Regions from separate parts of the Macaca fascicularis genome. Here region 2 is linked to region 1. A link is a contact called in public Hi-C data. All regions are on one chromosome and are shown on one strand. The core of a region is the stretch at or near the end of the contact, and the rest is flanking DNA. Distances in the headings are between cores, read along the strand shown. Region 1 holds the start of CHID1 (chitinase domain containing 1). Region 2 holds the start of LOC107127228.

What was found. A called contact is a pair of places that touch in the nucleus more often than the background predicts.
Region 2: a Hi-C map of liver shows a contact between it and region 1, with 3 times the contacts expected there. The contact joins the promoter of LOC107127228 here to the promoter of CHID1 in region 1. A contact is called at or near these places in 2 of 2 Hi-C or Micro-C datasets (liver and skeletal muscle).

What each region holds. Positions count from the first base shown.
Region 1 is chr14:811,182-817,846 of T2T-MFA8v1.1, forward strand. CHID1 (chitinase domain containing 1) reads right to left here and starts at 4,419. Exons shown (of 14, transcript XR_012422874.1): 1 at 4,363-4,419; 2 at 1,708-1,811.
Region 2 is chr14:967,949-974,304 of T2T-MFA8v1.1, forward strand. It overlaps LOC107127228, which reads left to right and starts at 2,029. Exons shown (of 4, transcript XR_010580706.2): 1 at 2,029-2,303; 2 at 3,599-5,085; 3 at 5,225-6,356.

The DNA of each region.
Region 1 (6,665 bases), core at 3,169-5,668:
CCAGCTACTCGGGAGGCTGAGGCAGGAGAATGGCGTGAACCCAGGAGGCGGAGCTTGCAGTGAGCTGAGATCCGGCCACTGCACTCCAGCCTGGGCGACAGAGCGAGGCTCCGTCTCAAAAAAAAGAAAAAAGAAAAAAAAAAAATTGAACCCAGGAGGCAGAGGTTGCGGTGAGCCGAGATCGCGCAACGGCACTCGAGTCTGGGCAACAGAAGCAAAAACTCCATCTCAAAAAAAAAAGGAACAAAACAAAAAATAAACGAGTAGGCTATCTGGAATTACTGGTCATTCTGTTTCTCCTCTTCTGCTTTATCTGTATCTTCTGGTCTTCCTGCACTAAACTTTTATTATACTGTTTACTTTTAGGTTCTACGGACTACCAACAAATGTGATTCTACTTTCTGGCTGGGCGCTGTGGCTCACACTTGTAATCCCAGCACTCTGGGAGGCCGAGACAGGCAGATCACAAGGTCAAGAGATCGAGACGATCCTGGCTAACATGGTGAAACTCCATCTCTACTAAAAATACAAAAAATTAGTCGGGCATGGTGGCGGGCGCCTGTAGTCTCAGCTACTCGAGAGGCTGAGGCAGGAGAATGGTGTGAATCTGGGAGGCGGAGCTTGCAGTGAGCCAAGATAGCGCCGTCTTGAAAAAAAAAAAGTGATTCTACTTTCCATCTTTCACTGGGGTTGGGGGCAGCAGCAGGGGGAGCTGAACAACTACCATAGCCCAGCCAGGCTGTTAGTCCTTCATGAAGCTTCGGGACACTGCTGGGAAGAAGTTCTTGGCTAGTTTCACAGCTCTGGCAGCACAGACCCCTCTAGACCAGCTGAGGGGCCCACACAGCCTGGGCAGAGACAGAGACCTGAAAGGTGGGGAGCTCAGCCCAACCCACTACCCAGCAAGTGGGCACATGGCCTTCCCCTCGGGTCACAGGCTCCTGAGGATATGGGAGCTCAGGCCCAAGAGGCTCCGGGAAGCCCAGCCAGGCAGGTGCACCTGTCAGAAGATGCTGCCAGAGCCAGGCCTACCATAGTGCCTACCCTCCTACCCAAAAGACTTCCTGGCCAGGAACCCGTTTTCACTCCCTCTGAAACCGTCCCCTTGACCCGCTTCCTTCTGCAGAGGCAGACACTGTCCCACTTTGCCCTGTCTCTTCCCTGGGTGAGACTGGTGCTCCTGGTGCAGACTGAGGGGACTGTGGCTGCCCCCGGGCAGGGATTTTGCATGCTTTGGTACCCAATACACCCACAACACACCTGCGTGGGAAGAACACGGTCCTAGAGCAAGGTCAACCAGTGAAGCTCCCCCACCTAGGAGGCAGGGAGACACAAGACAGCCTGACCTGTACGCTTATAGGGAGTTAGGAAGGGAACTCACAGGGCAAGCACAGCAGCACCTGGTACATGGAGCCACAGGCAAAGCAGTGAGTGCTTGAACAGCCATGGCAGTTCCCAGGGCTGTGCAGAGGGAATAAGAAGGCCCAGGCACAGATCACCACCCTGTGCCCCAACGCCCAACCTCTCCAGCCCCTCTCCTCGGTGACATCCCAGAATCACAACCAAGGGCAGCAGCCTGCTGTCACCTGCCCCTAGCCCCACTATCTTTCTGCTGCAGCTGAGGCTTGGTGTGAGTCAGCAACAGCCCCAGGGAAGGAGGAGAGGGTTCTGGCCGTGGCACAGGGAAGACGGCCCAGAATCACTTGCCTGGCCAGGCTGAAACGGCGGCTGCCTCAGTTCCCAAGCACCCAGTCTTTGACCCCAGCCCATTCCATGACCACTGGCTCCTTCTCTGTCTTCTGGGTGGAAATCTGGGTCAGGGACGAAGGAAAGGAAGGAAAAACCAAATGGGTGGTTCTCCAGGGGACTGGCTCAGGAGTAATTTGAGGGCACACTCAGGTACGAAATGACCAACCACTATGGGGCTGGGTCTCTGCCCCTACCTGCCGTCCTGTAGATCTGAAACAGGGCCACTGTCCACCCACCTAGAGGCCCCTCTGCCTATGACCTCCCTGCCCCCCAACCTATGTTTGTTTTTTTTTTTTTTTTTTGAGACGGAGTCTGGCTCTGTCGCCCGGGCTGGAGTGCAGTGGCCGGATCTCAGCTCACTGCAAGCTCCGCCCCCCGGGTTTACGCCATTCTCCTGCCTCAGCCTCCCGAGTAGCTGGGACTACAGGCGCCCGCCGCCTCGCCCGGCTAGTTTTTTTGTATTTTTTAGTAGAGACAGGGTTTCACCGTGTTCGCCAGGATGGTCTCGATCTCCTGACCTAGTGATCCGCCCATCTCGGCCTCCCAAAGTGCTGGGATTACAGGCTTGAGCCACCGCGCCCGGCCAACCTATGATTTCACACTTCAGGGAAGGAAGAGGAAAGGATGGAAGAGGAAGAGTCCTGTCAGCATGTGTCCAGCAGAGGGGGCACTAGGAGAACCTGACTGAGCACCAGGCCAGGGCCGGTACTGCCCCTGTCCACTCACACTCAGCTTGCCAGCTCAGCGATGAAGTGCTCGGATACAGGCTGCTCACAAATGCTGGGCTGCTTCTCTGACTTGCCATGGAACTTTCCAGACAACTGCCCCAGGGAGATGGTGTGTGTGATGTGTGAGGATGCTCACACTGCAACCAGGTCCTTGTCTGGGCTTTGGTACCTCCCGGGCTCCCCACTGCTCACCGGCCGCTCTGCTCTGAGGCCTGTGAGGACACTCTCCATCATGCTCTTCATGTAACACAGACTCCCAGGCTCGCACACACTTCGTTCCTGCATCAAAACGTGTTTCTTCCCCAAATGCCAATGACCTTCCCTTGGGCAGAACGGCCCCGCACACAAAGGGAATGTGGGGTGTTATGGAGAGGCACAGGCCCCGACCCTGGTCACCCAAAGCGGTCCCAGAAATCATTCTGTAACAAGCTAAGGTGGAGCGCTACTGCTCCCACTTTCCTGCACTCCCAGTCCGTAGGTCCAGGACCTCCTCGGTGGTGTTGATGGAAAGGATGGGAGTCACAGCAGTGGCTTTCCAATGCTTTTCATGGAGACCAGCAGTAAGAAATGCCCTTTGGCTGAGGCAGGAGATTGGCGTAAACCCGGGAGGCGGAGCTTGCAGTGAGCTGAGATCCGGCCACTGCACTCCAGCCCGGGTGACAGAGCGAGACTCCGTCTCAAAAAAAAAAAAAAAAAAAAAGAAATGCCCTTTACATCACAGCCCAGCACACGTGTATGTCATGTGTGCACATGCGTAAAGCGACAGCAGCCAATCAGAGCTAACTCCATTCTGTGATGGACACACTGACAACTCCTATTCTATTGTGTTTTGAAGAACTGGTGCATGGTGGCTCCGGCCTGTGACCCTAGCACTTTGGGAGGCCAAGAGTTCTTGACTGGTTTTGGCAACAAAGCAAGACCTGGTCTCTACAAAAAATATTTTTCTGCTGGGCGGATCACCGCATCAGGAGTTCAAGACCAGCCTGGCCAACATGGTTAAACCCAATCACTAAAAAAGATTTAAAAAATTAGCTGGGTGCAGTGGTGTGCACCTGTACTCCCAGCTACTCGGGAGGCTGAGGCAGAAGAATCCCTTAAACCCAGAAGCGGAGGTTGCAGTGAGCTGAGATCGCACCACTGCACTCCAGCCTGGGCGACAGGGTGAGACTTTGCCTTAAAAAAAAAAAAAATTCTTAGCTGGGTGCGCTGGGGCACACCTGTGGTCCCAAGTAGCTAGGAGGCTCAGAGATAGCACAGGAAGTCGAGGCGGACGGGCGGGAGGGTCACCCTCCAGTTCGGACAGTCAGCAATGGAAGCTTCAAGGTTTGGGGCTAAACCAAGGGTGGGATCCGGTCTGACGCGCCCGCCTTTCACGGGGACCGCGTACCCCTCACTGGGAGGGCAGCCCGCCTGGAGCCCTCCTGCCGCTGCTCCCCCTGGGGGTCCTGGGGACCCAATGGCCACCACTTTGCCACACGAGCCGCGCGCTCACACACTCCTCACCCGCCGGCCACATCCCGTCTGCGCACTCAGGCCCCTTCCACCAGCGCGCCTCGCTCTCAGGCTCGCTCGCCCTAGCGCACGCGCTCCACCTCCCACTCGCGGTTCCCCCGACACGCGCCCCCGTCCACACTCGCCCTCCACCCCCGCCCTCGCTCACCCTCGCACTCACAGCAACCTTCTCTCACCTTCGTTCACCCTCGCCCTCACACCCTCTCACACGCCCCCTCACACACTCGCTCTCACGCGCCCGCGCGGCGTCGCTCGCGACCCCACGCCCGTCCCGCCCGGGGCCGAACCTCGCTGCCCGGCGCGCCCACTTCGCGAAAGGGAAACTGAGGCCGTGCAAGGAGGAAGAGCAGGTCCCGGCCGCCGCGGGGCTCACCTGCATGTCAGGGAGGCCTGACGGCCACACACTCACAGCCGGAAGACGCTCCAGCGCGCCGGAAGTCCCGCCCCAGGCGCCCGCGCGCCGCCGCCGCGCACGGCATGCTGGGACGGAGAGGGGCTGGGCCAGGAGTGGGGGCGGGCCGGGGCGGGGCCGGAGCCCGGGCCAGGAGCGTTCACTTTGAGCCCCCCTAGTGCTCGCGCTGTAGCCGGCTCCCAGGTTCCCCGCCCAGGGGGCACTAGGTTCCCAGCGCCACGGCTCCTGGGCAGTCCTGGTGCCCACGGCGTGGGGCCGCACGGGGCCTCGGGCTCCAGGGCCTCTGCCCTGCTGGGCGGTGCTGGGAGAACCCCGCGGTGGGCTCCGCCCCGGCACACTCCTCCCGGGACCCGGAGTCCCCCCAGCCGCCTCCTGGGTGGGCCATCTCCATCCCCAGGCCGATGGCGCCCGAGACGCAGTCTCCAGCGGGGACGGCCCGAAACGCGCGCTCTCTCGGTCCGCAGCCCCGCCTTGCACATTGCACAAGCCGGAGCCCCGGGAGGCAAACCGAGTTCCCGACTCAGCCGCTCGTGCTTGGATGAACGCGCGCGTGGCCAGCACTTTCGGTAACCGCGCATTCTACTCGGCACAGGCTGTCCGACCGCCACACCCAGCCCTAGCCGTTCCCAGCGCAGTTTCCTGCAGAAAACCGCACGGCCGGGCCCCACCCTACCCCGCTCTGCCGTTCCCGGGGCGCGCGTGGGCTCCGAGACACCCTACACGGCTGCTTCCCCATTTCTGCGGCTTGGGAGCTTTCTCCTTAAACTAAGCTTTGTTCTTTCTAGTCACGTTTCCTTCTTTCCCTTCCCGGTATTTTCTGCCAGCTGACGCCCTCGCCTTTCCTAGAAGGGGCTGGGGGCTGCATGCAGTGCGAGGCACGTCCCCCACCAGCTGTGGGCTTTCACCCAGCTCAGCACTCGCTCTCAGCAAACGGCTTGGATGGTGGCCTGACACCTGAGCTTTGGGGGTGAAGACCTAAAGTCGGCAGAGCTCTGGAAAGGGTCCCAGTAAGCTATGGCAGGTGTCTTCAGGGACATATGCGCAGTCCTCGCAATGCTAAGGAGGCCATGCAACTTCTCTTAGGAAAGGCGCTTAGCCATTTTAGGATCACATTGAGGTCAGAGGTCTTTGGCGCTAAAGAATTGCAGAATCGATCGGGAGCCACCGCCTTTAATCCCAGCACTGGCCGGGCGCGGTGGCTCACGCCTGTAATCCCAGCACTTTGGGAGGCCGAGACGGGCGGATCACGAGGTCAGGAGATCGAGACCATCCTGACTAACACGGTGAAACCCCGTCTCTACTAAAAATACAAAAATTAGCCGGGCGCGGTGGCGGGCGCCTGTAGTCCCAGCTACTCGGGAGGCTGAGGCAGGAGAATGGCGGGAACCCGGGAAGGCGGAGCTTGCAGTGAGTGGAGATCGTGCCACTGCACTCCAGTCTGGGCGACAGAGCGAGACTCCGTCTCAAAAAAAAAAAAAAAAAAAAATAATCCCAGCACTTTGGGAGGCCAAGGCGGGTGGATCACTTCAGGTCAGGAGTTCGAGACCAGCCTGGCCAACATGGTGAAACCCTGTCTCTACTAAAAATACAAAAATTAGTCAGGCATGGTGGCGCATGCCTGTAATCCCAGCTACTGGGGAGGCTGAGGCAGGAGAATTACTTGAACCTGGGAGGCAGAGGTTGCAGGGAGCAGAGATCACTCTGCACTCCAGCTTGGGTGATAAAGTAAGACTCAGCCTCAAAAAAAAAAAAAAAAAAAAAAAAAAAAAAGAATTGCAGAATCTACTTAGGGTTCACTCTGGGCCAGAACTACAGACCCCAAGAGCAGATGGGAGGATAGGAAGCCCCCAGCTAGGCCCCTCTGCAGAGCTCCCACCGGGTCGGGTTCCTGGGGGAGTCTTGTCAGTTGCCAGCACAAAGTGGTCCGCCTCCCAAACTGCATAGTTTGTGCCAATGGGCCCTGTGTACCTGGATTGAAAACTGACTTCTTTAGGTGGGCACCCATCTTTTAGCCTCAGGAAGATGTTTAATGAGACATACCAAGGTTTAAGAGACTCAGAACCAAAGTGTTAGCATTCCTGTATTAAGTGAAACTTGAACCAACATTTCGTATTTTATGTTTTTGGAACATCTAAGATAACTTGCAGTTCACCACGTTTACATTTTGAATCTGTTAACTTGTATGAGTTTTTAGCTGGGTGTAGTGGCTGACCCCTGTAATCCCAATGCTTTGGGAGGCCAAGGCAGGAAAATCCCCCCCACTC
Region 2 (6,356 bases), core at 779-3,278, 150 kb after region 1:
TCCAGCCTGGGCAACAGAGCGAGACTCCTGTCTCAAAAAAAAAAAAAGACCTCAGAGAACTCTCCTACCCCTTCTACCAGAGGGGAGGGGGACCCAGCGAGAAGGTCCCGTCCATGAACCAGGGAGTGACCTCACCGGACATCGAATCTGCCAGAGCGTCGACCTTGAACGTCCCGTCCTCCGCAGCTGTGGAGATGCGTGTCTGTTGCTTTTACGCCACTCAGGCCGTGGCGTTTCCGGGTAGCAGCGGGTTGGAGGGAGCCGCTGTCTATCTTCGTCGCCTGATGTCCAACGTCTTGACAGCTGTTGTTTCCATGTTTCCTGGAGTCTTTCAGTTGCTAAATCCGGCCTCTGCTACTCTCTTTGCTAAACATGCTAGTCCTTGATGAAATGGAATCTTGATACTTTAATACAGAGTGGAGCATAGTCACTAAATAAAACCTGGAAACATGTAGAAGAGTAGCGGGCAGGGAACATACCCCAGCCGCGCGGTCCACCCAGCTGCAGCCCCCAGCGCCGCCTCCTGGCCCTGGTTTCCCTGCCCGTGGGGCTGGGCAGCATCGCTGCAACTCTTGAATTGCTTTCCTGGGGCCACCGTGATCAAGCAGCACAAACCGGGCAATGGCTCAGGTTCTCTCTGCGTCCTGGGAGCTTGAGATCCAGGAGTGGGTGGGACGGAGAATGGTTCTCCCTGGGTCACTCTGGAGGACCTCTTAAGGTGGACCTCTTAAGGGAGCCCTGGCTCCCACCTTGCTAAAGAGCGTCCGAGCCACACCTGTCTCCCTCAGGCCTCCAGTGGGTGCCCACGTGCAGCCCCCGCCATGGGGTCACCCTGGGGTAAGGATCTCTCCTCCCCTGCTCACCTTCTGCTGGGCCTTGGCATCCCTGGGATGAAGGTGGCACCCTCGTGGCCTGGGCCTTGCTGGCCCACATCAGCCCCCAGCCCTCTGCCCCTTGGCCTCACCCGCAGCCTGCAGAAGGTAGGTGAGTTTCCTGGTGATAATATAATAATAGCAATGATGATCATGATGATTATGGCAATAACAATTATGACGGTCAACACTGCCACGTGCCGGGCTCTGGCCCTTTGCATGTCTGGGCCAGCTGTGCAAGGCACTGCTGGGGCTCCCAGGCTGGGAGCCAGGGACAGGCACTGCCACAGCACCCAAAGGGCCCCCGTGCCACCCCAGCGCCTGCTGGCCCTGAACCAGCTGCTCCGTGAGAGCTTTTGGCCAACTCTTCCGCTTGGCAGCATTTTAATCTGATGCAAGAGCCTTGTCGCTTCCTCAAAGCCTGTGTCTATGGCCGTGGGCAGCTGCCCATCCCTGTGTAGGCAGAGCGGCGTCATGCCCTGTGGCCCCAGGTCTGGCTCTGGGGTTCTGGCTGGATGGGGCCTGGAACCTTCTGGGAGTCACCACTAACTGGCTGCAGCCACCGACTCCCCAGCAAGGACGTCCCTTCTGCAGGAGAATGGGGATGTCTGGAGCATTCTCTGGACAGCAGGAGATGCACGTCAACAGGCTGGCCCCGCCTCTTCCCTACCCGGAGTGGTGAGTGGGGATTCTGGGGACTTTCCCGGCCCCCATGGGCCTCGTGTGTCCTGGTGCCCATGTGTCCCCAGTCCCGGGGCCAGCCACGGTGTGGACCCCTCCACTTTCCTCCAGGCCTGAGGTGGGACCCAGGTGGCCTATCAAAGAAGAGCCCAGCCCAGACCCTCCCCGTGGGGGAAGAAGGCCACCGGGCACCGTGCCTTCCTGCTGCCTGCCAGGGTGAATCTCAGGGACCCCGGTGCAGGAGGGGTTGGCTCCGAGCTGGACAGGCCTCTGGGGTTGCCCTGGTGGCCTTCCCTGTCGCTGGGTCAGAGGTACCCAGGCAGGGAGGGTCCAGGCCCTGACAGAGCCTGAGGCATCCCCAGTCAATCCTGGCAGCAAAGGGCTCCTGGTGTGCGGCTGGCGGGACGTGCGGCTGGCGGGACGTGACGTGCGGCTGGCGGGGCGTGACGTGCGGCTGGCGGGGCGTGCGGCTGGCGGGACGTGACGTGCGGCTGGCGGGGCGTGCGGCTGGCGGGGCGGACGCTTCTGCCATCCCCGGATTTACTGCAGGTGGAGACGTCTTCTGTGCCACACAGACGCGGAAACAGGCACAGAGACGGGCGGCCTCTGCCCAAGGTCACCAGGGAGGGAGTGGAGAGGCTGGACGCCCTTGGGCCCAGACTGCAGCCTCCCCTCCCCGATGTGCTGCGGCCCCCAGTGTCCCGGGCCCCACGTGGTACCTGAGCCTACAGGTGTCAACAAAGGCCCGAGGTGCGGGGACAAAGCGGGGACAGGCCCGAGGTGCGGGGACAAAGGCGGGGACAGGCCCGAGGTGCGGGGACAAAGGCAGGGACAGGCCCCAGGTCCGGGGACAAAGGCGGGGACAGGCCCGAGGTGCGGGGACAAAGGCGGGACAGGCCCGAGGTGCGGGGACAAAGGCGGGGACAGGCCCGAGGTGCGGGGACAAAGGCGGGGACAGGCCTGAGGTGCGGGGACAAAGGCGGGGACAGGCCCGAGGTGCGGGGACAAAGGCGGGACAGGCCCCAGGTGTGGGGACAAAGGCGGGGACAGGCAACCCCTGCAGTTCGAGGGTGGTAGGAGGCCACAGGTCAGTCCCCGGGAGGCCAGGCAGGAGGTGGGCCCAGCGGGGCTGAGAAATGAGAGGCCGGTGCCCCTACGCTCACTGCAGGGGATGTGAGAGGGCGAGTGGTTGCTCAGTCACACCCACACCCGTGTGTACAGGACCCACGCCTGCCCGCCTTGCCTGCCCGCCTTGCTGTGGTGCCTGTTCATGGCTCACACGTGGGCTCGCACAGCTTCTCCCATTATTCAGGTGCTGCCGGGCCCTGCAGGGTTCAGATCGTCCCTGTGCTGCTTGGCGGGGTCACCCTCACACCTGCCCTGGCGGCCCCACCTGCCCAGCTTCTCTCCTCTCAGTGCTGTCTGTCCCGGAGCCTCCCATCAATGGGACCAGAGTGCTCCTTGCTGGCTGCTGCTGCCTGTGCTCCACAAGATGCCTGAGAGCCACCCAGGCACCGGACTTGCCAACACGCAGACACACACCTGGGCCGCATGGCCCTGAGCACACACCTTGCCCAACCCTCCTCCGGGCCGCAGTGCGGGCGCCAGCTGCCACCTGCTGGCGAACTGCAGCATCACGGCTCTCGCCCTCCGGAACCTTCCACAGCACCACACCAGCCTCTGGTCTGGCTGCAGATGGCTTGGGCTGGGCAGGGAAGCATCCGCTGTCAGGGAGCCTGGGACCACAGACTTTGCTCCAAGCGCCCGGGGCGGGTAGGGGCCAGGTCCAGTCTGAGGAGTCCTGCCTCCCTGAGGTAGACAGAGCTGGGCAGACATGGAGGAGACATGGGGGCTGCAGCCCTGGCCCCACTGCCCGACTCTCCCTCTGCATTTTGGGAGCCGGCAAGATCCAAGGGGGTCCCCAAGGCCCTGAGGCTGCACCGAGCACCCCTTTCCTGCTAGTTTTCAGACGCAGCGATGCCCTAGACACCCGGGGAGAGGTGACCCCCAGCAGGAAGCTGGGCCTGGTTTCTGTCCCTCCACAGCCACAAGGCCTGGCCAGGACGCCGGGAGCACCAGACCCTGGAGACTCAGCTCACCGAGGACTCGGGCGGGGGCTTCCCCCGGTGCCTGGGAAGCTGGGTTCCCCACCTCCTGGACTCCCACCCAGACCTCATCTCAAGCCAGGTCTGTCTGCATCTCCTCGTCACTGCCCTGGGTCCTCCACTCCTGGACCCGACCCTTGTCTGTGGCAGCGTCGCAGCTGCTGTGTCCCAGGCCCCACAGCCGCTGCCCTTGGCCCACCTTCTATGTGGCCCATTAGAGGGGTGTGGGGGCTGCAACCTGCTTCTGCTGAACCCCCGGGCCTGCCAGGGGGCATCAGGATTCTGCACAGAGAGGCAGGGGTCCTGGCCAGACGTGCAGGTCCCCAGGTACCTAATTCAGGGCCTTGGGCCGAGGACTGCCTATTATCCTGGCCCAGGCGAGTCTGGGGGTGTCTGAGGGGCGGTGACACTTCTGGGCAGATTGTCCCTGCCCCACTCTGCTCTGCCCTACCCTGGCTGGCCCTCCTGGCTTCTCAAGGTGCTCCTGGCCACGATGGCACAGTCCCCCAGGCCCAAAATGTGCCCCTATGCTGCCTGAGTGCCGGTGCGGGGGCTGGTAGCACCCAAGGCCACGCCCTCCCCTCCCCGTCCTGGGGCACCTGCACCCACGTTGTGGCCACAGCTCCCTGGCTCCACCAGCTTCTCGTGACCCCTGAGGCTCCCCAGCCCCTGGACCACCATGGAAAGTTCCCTCCCCGCCCCTGTGCCCACTCCTTGGGAGACTGGCGTTAGATCTTGGCTGTGGGACAGGGTGGGCCATTCTGGGGGTGAGACCAGGGCTCTCCCACCTGGGGGACCCATCGTGGCTCTGGCCCTGGGCGGGTGACAGCCTGGCTTTCCTGTGTCCTCACCGCCCGCTCTTCAGCAAGATAGGGATGTGGATGACAGGACTGCTGGCCACAGAGGATCTGGTGTGGGCAGCCGTCAGGACGAGGGTAGTGTGGGCGGCCACGGCAGTTGGTGCTACTGCTGGAAGGGGCCGAAGGTAAGGCCCTTCTGGGCTGTGAGTCCCTGAAAGCCACTGCCCCCACGGGGCTGCAGTCACGGAGCTGACCTGCTGCCGCGTTTCCGCCCCCTCCCTGTCCCTGCTGCTCCCCCGGCAACTGTGTCCCAAGCCTGACGCCCTGTCGGAGGTGGCACCTCCCTGGGCACGGGCACTTGGATGCTGGTGCCTCCCCTGCTGCAGACTCCTTTGCTGTGGTCAGGGCCTCCTCCCTGCCCTGGCCTCGCCTGTGACCACAGGCCTGGTCGGGCCCGTGATGGCCGCAGAGGGCACAGGCTGGGGCCAGGAGTCCACCGTCTTCTGGGGCACAGAGATGCTGGAGTGAGTCATGGAATCGTCCATCAGCAGCAGCAAGCTTTGCTGAGCACCAGCTGTATGCAGAGCACCGGCTGTATGCAGAGCACCGGCTGTATGCAGAGCAAAGGTGGGCCAGCTGGGAAGGGCCAGGGAGGACCTGGGGTCCCCAGTGTCCCCAGGAGCCTGCACCCCTACCTGGGGGATGCCTGGGCAGCTCCTCCCTCCTTTACTTCCTGCCCTCTCCTTGCCTCCCCTCCTTCCTGCAGTTCCCACAGCTGTCTGGGGGCCTCCCCTGGTGCCTGGTTCAGCTGCAGGGAGAGATATGTGTGGACACTGCAACCCTCCCGAAGCTGGGCCTGGAAGAAGTGACTTCCCCAGAACCTTATCTGGGCCACAGAAGGGGGTTGGAAGCGGGGGTCTTGCCGCCCTCCCGTCCTCTGCATGCCAGGCGTGACCTGGGGCAGGGCCAGGGCAGGCTGCCTGGACACCATGGACCTGCCCAGCTGTAGGGGAGATGTGTCCTGCAGCCCCACCCATGGCCCAGGCCTGTGTGGCTGAGTGGACTGAGGACAGCTGACCCCCTTGGTGACTGCCTGGGCCCAGAGGGGAGTGGTCAGCTGGGTGTGACCAGCCCTGGGGGAAGGATCCAGGGACTGCATCCACTTAGGGATAGGAGGCAGCTAGCGGAGCCCTCCCAGCTGACCAGGGGAGGCCCTGTGGGCACAGGAGGGGCCCCAGGTGCAGGTGCAGGTGCAGGGCTGGGCGGCCCTGTGTCACCCAAGTGGTGTGTCTTGCCCTGTTTGATGGCTGACAAAGTGCCCTTGAATGTGTCAGAACCAGCATGGCCCCAGGGTCCTAACCTAACGTATCACCCCAAATTACCCTCACCCCAGCCTATCCCTGCCCTAAATTCACCCCAAGCCCCCACCCAAACTCCTTGACCCCAACACTAACCCTAGACCCAGCCCTACACCCCAAGCCCTAATCCCTAACCGCTAGCCTCACCCTAACCTTCCTACCGGATGCCACCTGGTAAACATCCTCCTGGCCACTATCCACTCCTCCCCCGGGGCTCCAGGAGGCAGTGGGGTCCCTGGGAGGCTGCTCCCTGCAGAACATGATGGACAGACGCCTGAGCACTGGGCCCCAGCGCCCTCCGGCTTCATTCATCCTCCACAGGCACTTCCCCCTGGGCCAGAGGGCAGCCTGGCAGCCCTGGACTCCGGGAGGGCCGAGTCTGGGGAGCTGGAGGACGTCATCTTCCACTCTTGATGATGCTGCCCCAGGTCTACAGTCTGGACAGCGGGACAAGCTGCCCATTTCTTCCATCTCCAGTAATGAGAAGCAAATGCTGATCCTGGCCCGTCTCCTGGCTCCCGGGTTCCTGGGTTCCCGCTG